Regions from separate parts of the Rattus norvegicus genome. Here region 1 is linked to region 2. A link is a contact called in public Hi-C data. All regions are on one chromosome and are shown on one strand. Each heading gives the region's core, a stretch centred on a gene start, on an enhancer-like site or on the middle of the called end of the contact. The rest is flanking DNA. Distances are from core to core; before and after follow the strand shown.

Region 1 (2,700 bases), core at 34-2,533, 500 kb before region 2:
CTGACTGTGGAAAGGGAGTTCAGGGAAATCTTTTGTTGAATTTACTCATTTTCCTTCTGTGTTTCCTTAAAACAACAAGGGCAACAACAAACCTATTGTTTTTCTCCACCGGTACCACACCACTCAGGATCCCATTCCTCTCTCTCCTACTGTAACTCCTCTCTGTCTGTCTGTCTTTCTCTCCTCTCCCACAGCCACAGCTCTAAATGTTTAGAGGAAGAACTTCCAGTAGAGTGAATACAATTACTTCTTAAATTTCAATCATGATGTAAGAAAATAGGGTATCATTTTGTGTCTAATATCTCTGAACCTATTGGTGAAGTCTCTGAGATATGATCCCACAATTTACCAAAACCTAGTTGGCAAATCTCGGTAAGTCACAGGCATTCATTCCTAAATTATATGCAATTTCGTTAGCAAGCAAGCAAGCAAACAAACAAACAAACACGGCCACTTAAAATCCAAGTAAAGCATAGAAACCAAACGTACGAAAGAAATCTAGACCTTGGGTCTGAACCTCTCGTGTGGAAAACCCTTTCTTTCAAATAGGCCATTCCTTTGATGAGAGTGACTTCGCTTTCCTTCTAAATTATAAAACCTATTACATACATTCATTTAAATACCGGGAAAGTACTATCAGCTCAGGAGGGTAACCAAGGTACTTTTAAGAGTAGAACTTTAAACTCTGTAAACAATACTTTTAGAGTAGGCATTTTTAGTTGTCATTATTCACTCTAGGAACTCGGGTGCTTCCTGGTTTCCCGGTTCACTGACTATCGGTAGCTGGAGGAGCTGGAGGCTGCGGGAACTTTAGCGAACTTGCAAGAGGGTGCGCGTGGGGCTTCCCACTGCCTCCATGTTTCTCAGAAGGCTCCAAACAAAGCCTTGGGCCCCTAGGAAGAGGGTTCCTTGCAAGGGGCTCACCGCACTCACAGATCCCAGTTAGGAAAGGTCACTGGGACCTGAGTGTGACGGTCACAGGGAGAGAGTGATTGAGCGCGCGCCCACCCTGCTCGCCCGCCCTATGTTGGGCCCTGCGCTGTCCCACTGCGGGGACAGCGGTGCCTTCTTGGCTAGGGCGCGGGGGTCACTGCACTTACCACCGCCAGCAGCTGCAACAGCAGCAGTAGGGTGCACCGGCCGCTCGGGCTCCGCGCCATCGCCTCGCTTCGCCGCGCCCTTGCCGCCGGGCCTTGCCAGAGTCCCGCCGATCCTCCGGGCCAGGTCTCTCCCGGGGCCGCCCTTCTCCGCCTCCGCCCGGCCCGGGGTGCGGTTCCAGGTGTGGCCGGGTCAGAAAGGGTAGCCGGGAGCCGGGCCGCAGTCTGGATGGAGGAGGGGAAAGCGCTCGCTCTGCCAGGAGGTGCGAGGCAGTTCCCGCCCTCCGCACCTGGGGCCGGTGACGTCCCCCGCAGGGGACCTTGGGTGGCTGGCCCCGCCCCGACGTGTCCCCTCCTCCTCCGGGATCACCTCCCTTGCAGAGCTTTCTAGACACTGTCCAGACCCCAAGACAGAGGATCTAAGGAGCAGGACTCGACCCACGATCACAAGGCTGCGGTGATAAAGGGCTGGGGGTTATGGGAATAAGCACAGGTGGACGACGTGGAGACACGCGGGCCACGTGGCGTGGGGCCTGCTGTTGTGAGCGTGGCTTCAGTAGTGTCTCTTTTAAAGGCCTCTCACCTGGTCTCTGTGGCCCTATTCGGCCGGTTTGCAACTTTTCTGGCTCTGTGAGGAGAGCGTAGAAGACTCACAGTAGGGCAAAAGAGACAGGTCTTTGATCTGTTGAACGAGATTAGTGACTACCCAGCATTGGATTACTGTACGAATAAAATTAGAAAATTCATATGCAGTGGCCAGCTCTTAAGGACTCAGTGATAGTTGTTGAAATTAAAACAATATTTTTGCAAGAGTGAGTAAGCGTTAAATTGAGCTCTGTTGTTGTTCTTATTTAGACATAATCTTGCTTGTGAACCCAGGCTGTCCTCACACTTGAGATCCTCCTGCCTCATCCTCCTTGCCTAGTTCTGTGATCACTGGTGTGTTACCAGGCCTGGTTAAACGAAGTCTTGGAGAGCAGAAACTGAAGGTGGGTGTCCGCACAGATTGGAAAAGTCCCTGTTGCATGTAAAAAGCAAAGTATTATGGAAAACACTCAGGCAAATGTTCAACATATGTGAATATTCATGTTAGTTATCTGCACACATACATTTGGAACGAACACAGCAAATAACGGTGTTTGCCGTAATCTTTAGCTAGTGGGAGGGTGGTCTTTGTAAGTTTTAATTCTCATATCCTATTAACATTTCTGCTTATTTCTGGCTGCTGTTGTGGTAGTGGAAGGCTCTATGCCAAGAGGGCTTACAGGAAACAGACCAATTTGTCACGAAATTTAGCTGGACTAACTGAGTCATGTCTCAGTTTCAAGCTGACATATTTTTACAGTTCAGCACCATCATCTCTAAGCCCCTTTCTCCCCGAGTCTGCAATAGCATATCCTCTCATTTACAGTTTAGTCGCTGGCCATCTTTCTCTGTTCCTTATATGGTGGCTGGTTGGTATAGGAGTTGGGGACTAGGCTGAGCGACTCAAGATGCTGCTTGTGCCGTGGATGGGCCCACTCTGCTCAGTCCCACAGCTACTGCAGAGGGAAGATTGTCTTTCGCTTTTACCCCTTCCCCTTGGACTAGACGTGTGCGCTAG
Region 2 (2,700 bases), core at 81-2,580:
GTCCACAGTTCTGGAAAGGTCTCTCAATGTATCAACCTTGCTTTGGGCCTCTGTAGTTCCACTTCCGGCTAACTGTTCTTGTTAAGTGAAGTGTGTCAATCCAGAACATGTCTTCTTGTGCTTAAAATCTCCCTGTTGAGAAACGTTCAGTACTACAGTGGGGTCCCAAGTACCCATTGTAGTCACTGGCAGGCTAATAAAGACCTTCTTTTGGCATACAACCCTGTCTGAGCCGTCTTCTCTGGTGAATATGCCACGACGCTATCCATCCATGTTTACTAGCATGTAACAAGGTACCAAGTCAATATCAAAGGGATGTACATGCCCCTCAAACTCTCCGTGTAGCTGAGGAGAACCTTAAATTTCTAACCCTCTTGCATCTACCTCCCAAGTGTTAGGAAGTCCAAATGTGCAACTCCATGCCCATCCTAAGCCAATATTTATTATTACTTAATTATTTTATTTATTTACATCTCAAACGTTTCCCCACCAGGTCCCGCCTCTAACAATGTTTATTATGGCAGAATGGTGTAAATTTGAATTCATTGATGATACGCTCTAGATCTAGCCCTAGATAGAATCAATGCAGACCCATTTTGAGTCTAAAGCGTGATCTAATGTATGACCACTAGATGGCACTCTATATCGATGAATTTTGTAGTTTTCCTTGCTCCTGTTACAGGATGGACAAATTTTCATGCACTGAAATATTTTAAGACAAATTGAGTGACTTATATTAGTTGAAGCACATGAAGAAACTTTTCAGATAATACTGAAATAGATTTTTTTGTAATTTGTTGGAATTTCTACTCTGTTAATGTTTTGGGTTACAGCTAAGTAGCCAGCATTTCTGGCACCAAACTGTCAATGTTGTGTGTGGGAGATGGTATGATTCTTGCAAGAAAATATTGATTTTAGGTTTCAGTCATATGTGGAAACAAGTTTTAGTAGCAGCATTTACAACGTTGAATTGATTAAAGGTACTAGCCCACCCCTACAAGTCCCCAGGGAATATTTCCTTGGCTCAAAAAAAAAAAAAAATAGTATGGAGATTCCCTTTTCCCCTCAAAGGGAGGGTTGTGGGATTCCCAGATGGAGACCTTACAGTGCAGCACTTTCTTATGGCCATTCCACAGGGGAAGAGCATGCTCGATATTATTTGTAAGTCAGTGCTGTATCAATCTCTCCATTGAAACATTCTATCCTGCCGACGATCATTAAACAGGAAGGTTAAAAAACTCAAACTAGCTTCAGGAAGCTAGCCAGATTCCTGGAACTGGCCAGATTGACTAGGCTCCTCCCTGCCAGAGTTAGTAATAAAAGCCAAGAGTCCCTCTCCAATGAAGTGGAACTGAGCTTCAAAGAAGACACCAGTCCAGCTGCCTGGAAAAGGCTTTGAGTAGAGTCACTCGGAAAGGATACTCTTCAACCCACTGAGCTGCCTGCAGGCTGTGCAGTGAGATCCAGGTTCCCAGTCTTTATGAACTGTCTGTCACCTGTGCTATGGTGAGCTTTGGTGATACAACTGTGAGTCATTTGTGTCCCTATGAGTAACCCCTCACCCATATTCCTGTAAATAACTCCAACAAATGCATTGGCTTACTAGGTCGGACTCTGGTGGTGCCCACACTTTGATGTGTTGTGGGATCGGAGTGTGGGATCAGAGTGAGTGGATGTGTGTATTGTGTCCCCCTAGGAACATTTCTGTCACACAACACCCAGGAGAGAAATACCATGTGAAGTGAGTGTAGATTACCTATAGAAATAGGAAATAAATTTAACCTAAGATAAACCCAAACCACCAATGGTGAATTCTCGAACATTAGTGTTCCAATCCTAAAAGTATTTTTAACATCACACATTGCCATTTTAAGGCTGCAGGAAGTACTTAACATTGGTTAGATCATTAATGGAGCTTGGAGGTAAATTACATCTTGTTTGCAAGGGGTAACTGGGAATAAGCCAATGTCAGTGAGCCAAACTGAGCTGATACAAACAGAAAAAAGAAAGCACAAGCCCAGGGCTGTCACAGGCTGTCACAGGTACATCTTCCACACCTCTGTGGAATGCTATTTTTACTACAGGTTTATGTGCTGATTAATAAGCTTGTGGGATTAATAAACTGAAAGCACAAAGGACAGATTCTGCCTCATTGTTTACTGGATTAAATAGAAAAAGAAAATCTCTTGGTGAGCTGTCACTGCGGCCACATACGGGTGCAATTAAACCCACACCCATGTCGTCCATGAGGAGACTTGATAGTGGTACCGTGCCTTGGGCAGAAAGGGATTCAAGTCTGATTAATCACTTCTGCGGGTTGATTTTAAATTAAGCGATCAGGTTTGATTTATTGTTCTTTGCTGCCATCCTGTGGACATCTGAGATATGAATCAAGTGGAGGAATGAATGACTTGAGCTCTCTGCTTTGAGGAGCAACGTGGCAACAGATGTCTGAGTTGGGCACGCTCCTTCTGTCTGCAGAAAGAATGGCCTTAAGTGGCATTCATTCATTCTCTCTGTCCTTCACTCCTAGAAGGAACAGATCTACTTTAAAATGGTCTTTGCATAATGCATGGAGGAGAAAAGTCTCGAGAGGATTTACAAAATTCAGAGAAATGACGGTCTCTTATTCTTAAATATTTCTGTTGGGGTGGGGCATCTATTTCCACCTTAATTTTCATCTGATCGGGAGAACTCATT

The links. A called contact is a pair of places that touch in the nucleus more often than the background predicts.
Region 1: a contact with region 2 is called in a Hi-C map of liver, with 3 times the contacts expected there. The contact joins the promoter of Dsg2 here to the enhancer-like site in region 2. A contact is called at or near these places in 8 of 12 Hi-C or Micro-C datasets (the A7r5 cell line, Schwann cells, frontal cortex and 4 more).

The regions. Positions count from the first base shown.
Region 1 is chr18:12,119,870-12,122,569 of GRCr8, reverse strand. It overlaps Dsg2 (desmoglein 2), which reads right to left and starts at 1,283. Exons shown (of 15, transcript NM_001427278.1): 1 at 1,101-1,283. The coding sequence starts at 1,160.
Region 2 is chr18:11,624,246-11,626,945 of GRCr8, reverse strand. No RefSeq gene overlaps it. Among named protein-coding and RNA genes, the nearest start is that of Dsc3, 63 kb to the left of the region's middle. Within about 2 kb of position 1,330, at least 3 of the 93 cell types and tissues checked have an H3K27ac peak or open chromatin away from gene starts, as enhancers often do. A contact at or near this core is called in kidney and liver, where this site is marked.